3 separate regions of the Mus musculus genome follow, and regions 2 and 3 are each linked to region 1. A link is a contact called in public Hi-C and HiChIP or PLAC-seq data. All regions are on one chromosome and are shown on one strand. Each heading gives the region's core, a stretch centred on a gene start, on an enhancer-like site or on the middle of the called end of the contact. The rest is flanking DNA. Distances are from core to core; before and after follow the strand shown. Region 1 has its middle 40 kb from the start of 1700006J14Rik. Region 2 overlaps Gm35062 (a long non-coding RNA gene). Region 3 overlaps Msrb3 (methionine sulfoxide reductase B3).

Evidence for each region. Hi-C and Micro-C count contacts between places; a contact is called where the count stands out from the background. HiChIP or PLAC-seq counts read pairs in DNA pulled down with a chosen protein or histone mark.
Region 2: an H3K4me3 HiChIP or PLAC-seq map of bone marrow-derived macrophages shows a contact between it and region 1, with 5 times the contacts expected there. The contact joins two enhancer-like sites. A contact is called at or near these places in 1 of 15 datasets of contacts at CTCF or cohesin (the NIH/3T3 cell line), 11 of 484 Hi-C or Micro-C datasets (B cells, ECoMG myeloid progenitors, bone marrow-derived DN2 thymocytes and 8 more), 8 of 115 datasets of contacts at active chromatin or transcription factors (acute myeloid leukemia, bone marrow-derived macrophages, embryonic basal ganglia and 2 more) and 1 of 9 other capture datasets (embryonic stem cells).
Region 3: a Hi-C map of bone marrow-derived macrophages shows a contact between it and region 1, with 14 read pairs. The contact joins two enhancer-like sites. A contact is called at or near these places in 1 of 484 Hi-C or Micro-C datasets (bone marrow-derived macrophages) and 2 of 115 datasets of contacts at active chromatin or transcription factors (both in embryonic stem cells).

Annotation. Positions count from the first base shown.
Region 1 is chr10:120,322,048-120,325,376 of GRCm38.p6, forward strand. No RefSeq gene overlaps it. Among named protein-coding and RNA genes, the nearest start is that of 1700006J14Rik, 40 kb to the right of the region's middle. Within about 2 kb of position 1,729, at least 37 of the 459 cell types and tissues checked have an H3K27ac peak or open chromatin away from gene starts, as enhancers often do. A contact at or near this core is called in bone marrow-derived macrophages, where this site is marked.
Region 2 is chr10:120,692,527-120,696,083 of GRCm38.p6, forward strand. Gm35062 (a long non-coding RNA gene) reads left to right here. Exons shown (of 3, transcript XR_872122.1): 2 at 2,074-2,285; 3 at 2,625-2,653. Among named protein-coding and RNA genes, the nearest start is that of Gm35062, 5.9 kb to the left of the region's middle. Within about 2 kb of position 2,160, at least 25 of the 459 cell types and tissues checked have an H3K27ac peak or open chromatin away from gene starts, as enhancers often do. A contact at or near this core is called in bone marrow-derived macrophages, where this site is marked.
Region 3 is chr10:120,820,504-120,823,956 of GRCm38.p6, forward strand. The region is part of intron 5 of Msrb3 (methionine sulfoxide reductase B3); the gene reads right to left. Among named protein-coding and RNA genes, the nearest start is that of Gm15910, 35 kb to the right of the region's middle. Within about 2 kb of position 1,443, at least 18 of the 459 cell types and tissues checked have an H3K27ac peak or open chromatin away from gene starts, as enhancers often do. A contact at or near this core is called in bone marrow-derived macrophages, where this site is marked.

The DNA of each region.
Region 1 (3,329 bases), core at 479-2,978:
ATGTATGTATATATATAAAATCATATACATATATATGTTTATGTGTGTATATACATATAAATATACTTAATATATAATATTTCCATTAATTTTTATATACTTTAACATATCATATATACATATTAACATATATATTTATGTTAACATTTATTACATATGTATTAACATTATATTAACATTAGTATATATTAACACATAAAATATATTTATATATTAACACATATATTTACATGTTAAATGTTAATTATTATATTAATTATATATAATATACAAACATATTATATAATTTAATATATAATATATGATTATATAGTTAACTGTATATTTGATTTTACATATATAATATATGGTATGTAATGTGCAATGTATAATGTATAATATGTAATGTGTAATATGTAATATATATATAAATATATGTACACAATTATATATACATATATACATGTGTATATATATGTGTGTGTATATATATATATATACACACATACATACACGCACATATATGTATGTGTGTATATATATATATATATATATATATATATATATATATTACTTTGCTGGAAATAGAACCCAGGACTTTGTATTTGCTGGTCACATGGTAAGCCCTGGACCCACAGCATTTACCCTCCTTGATTTTTCTATAACAACACTCATGGGCCTCTTGTCTTTTTCTGCTGCCTGTCTACAACCCTCAGTCCTACAGAACAGACTCTCTTCCCGTCATCTACACCAGTACCTGACACATATTAGACACTTAAGAAGTATTTGTAGAGAGTGGTGGCACACGCCTTTAATCCTGGCACTCGGGAGGCAGAGGCAGGTGGATTTCTGAGTTTGAGGCCAGCCTGGTCTACAGAGTGAGCTCCAGGGCTATACAGAAATACCCTGTCTTGAAAAACAAAAACATAAAAAGAAGAAGTAGTATTTGTAGAATGAACAGATAAAAGATGAGCTGTGCGAAGCTGGTCCTGCAGCTAATCAGAGCACAGAGTGTGTAAGAAGAAAGGAATCGCTCTCTGTCATGCTGCGTGGAGGCCGACAGGGACCACACAGCAGTCAGAGGTCTCCGCAGGTTTAAAGGCTGAAGGTTTGTTCTTTGAGTGGCTCCTATGTCAGTCTGGGAATCCAGAGGCCGGGGCTTACATCTGTTCTGTCTCTGGTTCTCCAAGTGAGAACAGTACAGGCCTCCAGCTTTTACTAGTATTAGTTTCTCCATCTGCGAGGTGTTACTGGCTAGTTTAAACATTGAGAAACTGTCGTTGGCAAATCCGACTCTGTTTACGCTGTTTCTTTCAGGAGACTGAGTGTTTTGTGGAAGAAAGCCCTTTGGTTCCTGCACTGACCCTCGTGGGCAGGTGAAGTGATTGACTGCCCCGGATTTCTACCCCAGTCCCTTTCCTAGCCATCATCTTCCTGGAGTGACGCTGTGTGAATTCCATGGCCTCCAAGGTCATAAACCCCTGAACCCCCACTTCAATGTCATACCCCACACTCATTCCTCTTGACCTGCCTCCTTCTGTTAGTTGAAGCCGCTAGCTCACACAATCCCGATACTTAAACCCGGTCAACATGTGGGAGTGAGGGGCTGGTGAGTAGCTGTTACTTGTTTTTTCACTTGGCATTGTCATTGGGAAAGGAGCCAGTGTCCCAGATCCAAGAGGCAGGCGGTAGACATTCCACTTTCCTTCCTGGCTAACCAGACCTCCTGTGCCAGTGGTGTTGGGTGGATCTCAGCCACAGGCACCTTAGCTGTTGTGTAACTTCCTTCTTGATGACATTTTGCCTTTGACTCTAGGCTCCATCGTCCTCTGGCCCTGCCTAATTCTGAGCGGGGGCAGGTATTGTGAGTGGCGGCCAAGGGACTCTGCTTTAGATTGAACCAGATGTGGCTTAAAGCCCCTCTATGGGACGGACGAAATAGTTGTGGGTTAAGACCGCCAACTATGGTCTGGAGGAAGTTGCACAGTCTTGATGAGCAACAGTTTCCTCATCTGAAGCTTGAAGAGCAGTAGGGTTTATCAAAAGGAAGTCCTGTGGGCGGTAGAGAGGGCTCAGGTGGTAAAGTGTCTGCTAGATAATACAGATCCCCAACGCCTATGGAAAAGGCTACAGAGTGCCTTAAGTTCAGGTTGTATGCAGCTCTGAAATTCCAACATGGGATGGCCATGGGGAGTATAGCAAATCCCTGCAGCTCATAGGGTTTACCAAACTGCTGTGGAATGTGGAGAAGCCCTGTCTCCAAAAAATTAAGAGAGAGAGTGATCAAAAATACCTCCTGTCCACCTCTAATCTCTACACACAGGAAGACACACATGTGTAAACACATGAACTAACTCTCTCTCTCTCTCTCTCTCTCTCTCTCTCTCTCTCTCTCACACACACACACACACACACACACACACACACACACACACACACACACAACCAGTAATATGATACAGCCAAGAATCAAATTGAGAGCCTGAGAAGCAAGCCTGGTGTTTTCTAATATGAATTATATATGCCCTCCTCACAGAGCCAATGAAACTGCCTATGACTGGTCAGAGCTCATTCCTCTCACTCCCAGAGGTTGTTGATGAGAGCCCCTGTTTAGTTTAGAAAAAGCTAACCCTTTTTGAGACCTCTCATTTGTGCAGTGAGATAGTCACCAAATTTTAGCCCAGTTGTCACCTACTCAACACTTGTGTCTGAAGGCTTTGCCTGGTACCCTAAAACATAACTCTAAAAGAGGACAGCACCCAACAGGATGTCTGCACAGACAAGATCAAAGAGGAGTTTCCTCTACTTTCCAGACAATGAGGATCATAGAAACAGCAAATGCCGACAGTTCCAATCAGTTTATAAATGTGAATATTTTATGGGCCATTTACCTTTTCTTCAAATGTCGATGCCGGTTGTATTTTTTGAAAAATAATTTCATTTTGGAAAGTGACGTGACCTAATCTTTTCCATGCAAAGAATGCTGTATACATAGGCTTCCTGGATGGCATAGATTAATGAGATATTTGCTTAGTTCCATGGGTGGAATTTGCTTCCCTTTAAAAAGAAAATCTCCCCGTAGGGTGTTTAACATATGTCTTCCAACTTATCAGGTTGTATAGCAGGCTTTCTTCAATGCTGTGTCACGCTGCTGTCTGTGTGTAAGCCCTAAGCTACCCTGTACTTAGCAGTGAGGCAGAACAGAGCCCACTGATGGTAAGAAATGTCTACTGTGAAATGAGAGAAAGGGGAGGGGAAGAAGAGAATGAGGAAGGAGCCATGATGAAATGGACAATAAAGGCATTGTAAGAAATATTTATGAGTCAAATGTCAACAGAGGAAAAACTCCA
Region 2 (3,557 bases), core at 910-3,409, 370 kb after region 1:
TGTATCATCTCGTACCTAATAGATTGCTTTTATCAATAAAGCCTACTTGAGGTATGTGTTAAAATTGTGATGGATAATTCAATTTTTTTTTTATTTTGGGGGGGAGGAGAGTGTGGAGCTAGAATTAAACCCAGCACATTGGCAAGCCAGGCAAGTTCTCTACCATTGAGCCACACTGCCAAGTCCCCTGAAAGTGATTTTTAATATCGTCTGCCTCAAGGCGACTGACAACACGATCCCCTTTGGTGTTTTGTGTAGGCAAATTCGTTTTCTGTGTAGACAGACATATAGACTTTACCTGAGCCCAGGGAACGCTGGGATATGAGGAAATGCAGAGTCTGCTTGCTAATGAACAAGGACAGTGGGTAGCATTCCCAGCATTTTAGGGGACAGCAGAGAGAACAGCTTAAAAATTAAACACCTTCATTTCTACCTTAGATTTACACTACCAACCCTCTTGCTTTCCTCTGCTTTCTCCTGTTCCTCCTCCACCTCTCCCTTCTCCATCTCTTCCTCCTCCCTGTTCTTCTTCTCCATTTCTCTGTAGTTATTCCTTTGAGATCTGCCCAGGTCCTCCTTTCTCATCCATGGTTCACATCCCATCACCTAACACTGCTCACAATCATCCGGGGAGACACACTTTCACTTACACACTTTTCAAACAGGAAGTTAAGAAAGCACAATGGAACCGAGGCTGAGCTGAGCTATTGTCCTGGAAAAAGATCTCATTACAATGATATGAAAGGGTTTTGTTTTTTGGGGTTTTGGTTTTTTTGGGGGGCTGTAAAACAGGAGGCATATTTATGCCCTCCTAAAGATGAATAGACTTATTTATAGGTAGGCAGACATTCCATATGATAAGCTAAAATTAATCATGCTGCTGAAGAGGTTGGAGTCCAAATTAAATATAGAAGGGCAGCCCGGCTCTTCCTCTGGTGTGCTTTAATGAAGACTACAGAGGCCGGAGAAATATTTATATTCTTTCATTCATATTTTCGGAATTGCCTCATGTCTCAGTCCAGACACACCCCACACCCCCATCCACACACACAATCTCTCATTTAAGGGAAGGAACTTCAAAATGAACGTGGATATTCTCAACTCAGTGTATCTTGAAGAAGAAGAAGAGGAGAAGAGGAGGAGGTAGAGGAAAGGAAGAAAGGAAAAGAGAGGGGTGAGAGAGGGGGGGTATTAGTGGGACTGCTCTTTTTAAAAACAGCAGCTCCCTTAAAACCAGATGACTTCCGTGGGTGATACACATGGGGTTCACCTACCAGTACTTTGTACAGCACATGATGTCTTAGGGGGAGTGAGTGAGTGAGAGAGAGACTTGGACCAGTACTTAGACTGTCTTTAGGTGACTGCCATAGGTTTCCCCAGTGAGCGCCATAGATAAGGGTTCTTTCCCAAGCTGCCTAACTGCCTGTGGTTGACAAAAGTCCCTGTCAAGCACTTGGGGTAATGTAGTTAAAGATGGATGCTAGTGGTGAGGGAAGACTCTTTAAGCCAAATGTCTTGCTGCCTTCTCCTGATGAAGTTCAAGGGTAGAGATGACCTGTCTTCCTATGTTTCCTATTAACAGTAGGACTAGAGACCTCAGCTGAACTGCAGAATCGAGGGTCAGGAAGAGACTCCTAATTATTCTGGTCTTGAGTCAGGCTTAAATGATATCTCTTCCATTCTGGCTCCACATCCAGATTCTCTCTGCAGAGTCACATAGCTGGATCATGGCACCCCAAGTGAGAAAATAACATCTTCAGACAGTGGGAGATAAGGAGGCAGAGGAGTGTCCCAGGCCTGGGCGGGGGGCGGGGGAGGGGCGTGCATGTTGATATCACTGAGTTATGAACTATTTCCTTTTAATCCGGTTTCAAAAGATGACTTCCTCCATATGTGATTAATTCTGCCTATAACTACAAGGAACTGCATATTTTAGAGCCGGAGTGTCATCAGTACGAATGTTTAAACAATCTCTGTGGTCTCTTTCCCACACACTGATTTAACATGTATATAAAAAGGCTTTCGGAATGAGCGTTTCACATTTGCTTCTCGAACTTCACCGTCTGTTTTCAGTAAATCGTGAAGATGAAACTCTCCCCATTCATGCCTGGAGCGCTGGCCAATTGCAACTGCGGAATGCGCATTCAGGACCTCTCACGAATGCGGTTCCCTTCTCGCGAACCCAGCCCGCCCAGCCTGCCGCCTGTTCTTTCCCCAACGAAATCAACAAGACCGCAGCGGAAAGGTTTCATGGTCAAGAAGGCTGACCTAGTCTCCTAATGAATGTGAGAACAGTAGGGGCCACATAGGTTCAAGTCCTCCCTCCCTCCTACATTTGCATCTGTCCCCACCCTGTAATGGCCCCAGTTCACATTTTACTGCTGTATTGGGAGCAGAATCTCTTTTCAGTTTAAAGTGTCCCAGGTTGAACTGAGATCTGTATGAGACTGTCTACTGTCACATCCAACTGAGGTCTCTACTGTTCGGTTGCTTTATGTAGGAGAAGGGGGTGGTTTGGTTTGGTCTGGTCTGGCTTTTTGTTTGTTGTCTGTTTTTGTTTGTTTTGCTTTTTGTTTTTTGTTAGTTTGTTTTTTTGTAATTGTTGTTGTCTTTTTTCAAGACAGGGTTTCTCTGTGTAGCCTTGGCTGTCCTGAAACTCACTCTGGAGACTGGCCTCCAACTCACCGAGATCCACCTGTTTCTGACTCCCAAGTGCTGGGCTTAAAGGTGTGTACTGTTGCTACCACCCTCTCAACCTGTGTTTTCTGGCTCTCACCTTGTTTTTTTTTTCTGGGTGTAGCAGCAATTGGTGCTGGAATTCGAATCCCAGCATCTCCTTTCAAGCGGGCGAAACCGTCAGAAACCAATCTCAGAGTTAACAAAGTTAGCTAACAAAGACAAGACCTCTGCAAAACGGAAGACCACAACGTCCCCATCCCGGACGTCATCTGCTGCCCTTCTTGACCTGACTCAGGAGATAAACGCCCATTCTCCAGGGCGGGCAAGTAAAGTCATTAGAGCATAGACAGTGGGAGAGAGTGGCTCCTCTCCCTGATAAGATGGAAACAGAGAACCAAAGACCCTTGAAGAAGGGAGGAGAGGTGGCAGAGGTGGAGACTGCAGGCAGAGGCAGTTTACAAGGGCAGAGGCAAAATGGAGTCTTTTGTTTGGAATTTCAAAACAGCCAAGACAGAGCATTAAGGCAAGTCAAGGGTTTTTTTGTTTTTGTTTTTGTTTTTTTTTCTGAGCAGGAAGGCTAGTGTGAGGTGCCACAAGGACTGTGTTCAGACAGCAGGCCCTCCTCAGAAGAGATAAATTGTTGATGTGCCTAGCAAATATTCTCTGAAAGGTTCCCCAACCTCAGACGGTACCACCAGTATTCAGGGCAGAACTACGGGCTTCCCAGTGTACCCAGAGACTGAAGAGCACAGCCCCCCTCCCAGTTGTCTGTTTTCATTACAATTAAACATTCTACATTCTGGGAAAGAGAGAGTCCGCAAGCAGGAGGTAAATATTTTTGCCATCTTTGAAAAAAGGATGAAGGCTGAGAGTCACAA
Region 3 (3,453 bases), core at 193-2,692, 500 kb after region 1:
CCAAGTTCTGTAAGAAGCAATTGTGTCTACTGTGTTCCTAGCTCCTACCCCAACATCAGGCATACAGCGTGCCCAATAAATACATGTTGGATGAACGAACTGTTCAATGGCCAGTGTTTTTCTTATTTCCATTGAACGGTGTCCAGGTATGGATTGCCATACTCTCATAGAGAGATTCATGCTTTCTTTCTTTCTTTTTTAACCTTGTTGTCATTAAAATAAGAAGTTTAAATCACAAAATGGTAAGGCTATAATGTGTTGTCAGCCTAGACATGCAAGGGTGGATGATATTTTTCCTTATTGACATTTTCTTGAGAAGGGCAAATTGCCTTGTCTGTCAGTTTAAAACTCTAGTTCTGATATGCTCAGCTTCTCCACCTCGCTCAGCTTCTCCATCTTGCTCAGCTTTCAGCGTCTCATATTCTGCTCTGCACTTTCGTGCTTTGGGGCATCAACGCAGTCTGTTCTTTGATTTCCTTACCACGGTGCGGAGCTCCCTTTTAACTAAAGAGCCTAACAGCGACACTGGATGCTTTTTATTCCTTGGATTTTTTTTTTTCTTCTCCACCCTTCGGGATAATTATATTCGGTCCTGCCTTTTTATATCCTGTTGTTTAGAACCTCCTAACCTTCTCCACCCGGGCTTTATTTAAAAGAACAAACTCTCCCGCCTCTACTCTCTACACTAGCCCGTGCTCATTAGGTTTCTTAATCCTCCATAATTTGCTTTCATGAAATCCTATACCTTTGAGATGCTGTGTTCTGTTTTCCTGAGGAGAGCTACTCCAAGCAGGGCAGAAGCAACGAGCACAAAACCTAAGTTTATCCGCTTTCCTCTAGAAAACTTTGCTTTGAATGCTTATTGGCCATGAAACTATACCTTTTAGCTTGGTATTTCATCTCTTTGCCCAAACACTGCCTGAGATGTCCTGAGCAACAGCATACAGCTACAGGCAGTCTTTCACAGACAAGTAATTAACTTGTAAGCGTCAGAATCCTAGAAAAAAAAAAATCACAATATCCCACTGTGTTGCTGACTGGTAAGTTCAAACTATGACTTTGCATTACACTTAGAATTTAGAAGAGAATAAAACCCACGCGTGTTTCTGCGGTTATTCTGCGAGGGTGTGAATGACACCATGGTCTTCGTCCTCACTGAAGACCTGAGTCCTTTCAACCGCTCCTCCACCTAGCTTTGCCCCATCCCCTTCCTTGACACTTCTGCTAAGGGGCATATATTCAGAACCGACAAAAGAGCACGTGTTTTCCATTTTATTTCTAGCTTTCTAGGAGCTTTTGTTAAGGTAAAAAATTGTTTTGGTTTGTGGGCTGAAAGAGTTAATGAATTTTCCAAAGGTGCCAAGCTTCACTCCAGCAAAGTTCACACTCTCAGCTCTGTGCGAGTGAGCACGCGACCCCACCCCCTTCCAGATGACAGAGAGCAAAGCCAGAGTTCCTTATTTAACTGGTTTGCATCCACGCCCTGACCTCCGGGGCTCTGTTTATATAGTCTATCATGCAAAATACTCTGCAGTTCTCTGCCTTCAAAAGCATGTCTCGCCTGAGATTTGATATATGGCTTTCATGTTTGATCACTGCATTAAACCCAATGCTCTGCTTCCTCCAGCATCGGCTAGCTTCCTGCTTGGGTGGTGGGCTGAAATGCACAGCTTCTTGCTAGTGCTGAACATAAAAGGAAGTCTGTTTTACTCTCTTAATAAAGTGGCCAATTCCACGAGCTCGTAGGCAAGAGACATGCACTAGGAGCTCACGTCTAGCACAGAAACTTCCCAGCTTCTTTAGAAAGAAGGCCAGCTCACTACTCTCATCACGTGGGGCTGGAGAGATGGCTCAGCAGTTAAGAGCACTGACTGCTCTTCCAAAGGTCCTGAGTTCAAATCCCAGCAACCACATGGTGGCTCACAACCATCTGTAATGCGATCTGATGCCCTCTTCTGGTGTGTCTGGAGACAGCTACAGTGTACTCATATAAATATAATAAATAAATTTTTAAAAAAAGAAAAAAAAGAAATTACTGGACATTAATCTAGCCTACTTGACGAGCTCTATGCCAGAGAAATAGAGTCAGACGTGATGGTACCTGCCTTTAGTCCACCAAAGGTTATCGCCCTAGCCTCCATATACACATGCATGTACACACCACACACACACATATTCATAAACATGCACACATGTGCACACACATAAATTTAAAATATAGCAGAAGGTTGTCCATTGGCTTCTTTTACATATATACATATATATATAATAAGCAAGCCTTTATGTTATTTTCTTCGTTGATAATTTAGTGTGTGCTCAACAGCTGTTTGGTTTTTTTTTTTTTTTTTAATTATATGATGGTAGTGAGAGCCTACCTTTCACCTCAGCCTGACGCTCATCTATACAAACCACAAATGTTGTTCATAAACTGGTTACTTCACTTAATAAACCCTAAGTGCATATATGTATGTGCATATATGCAAAATATGTCCGCACACACTTAGATAACCTTTGAAATCCTGGGCTTCCCTAGTCATTGATCACCATATTTAATATGGTGCTGGTTTTCAGCCAAAGATCTTGCTTTGCCAATCTGTGCACAGCATTAAACCCAGCTGCATCCGATGGACAATAAAGAAGCTGAACCTCTTAGAGCTGTACATTTCATTGTCCCAATGTTTTCTCATTCGTAACCAAAATTTGCATGATAGAAAACTTGGAAGAGCAAACGCCGCGTTCCCTTCCTCTGGTTCCTCGTTGGTGGTGAGCTTAGAGTTTAGCGCTCAGAAGGGGGGAAAAACATACTTATTTCTTAATTTTAAAACATCTAAATGTACTCCTTAGCTCAATGCGAAAATCAAAGTACACATAAACTTTTAATTCCTACTTCCCGTAAGACTTCAGACATCTCTAACTGTAGTTTTCAAAGATATGTGCACGTTGTCTAACAGACATTCAAATAATTGAAACTGGAGAAAAGAGTTGTGGGCAAAAACCGTAGGTCAAAGGAGTGAAATGTGAGCCTGTACAGATGTTATAACTATTTCCGCGATAAACACTAGCCTTCTGTACACGAATTTAGCAGCCCACTTTAATTTGGATTAGAAATCTTAACATAAATTATTTGACTTTGACACTAGCAGCCTAATATTTCAGATTCATACATTATTCACCGCTTTCACTTTTAAAAGGAACCTACTGGACTTCCTTACTTTTTAAAAGCCACATTCAAGGTCTTGGACCTTAAAACCAACTTCTTGTCTGATTTTTAAAGAACGGAATTATATAATCAGTGAGCAGCTGTTATTACCTTATTATTTGGTGACTGGCAGGTTTTTTTTAAGGCATGTAGTTTTTGTGTGATTTTAATCTCCATCAATTTATTTATTACTATGCTTAGAGATTTCAACTATTAAAGACATTTTCATCCTGATGCAATTTCTCAGGGGTCAA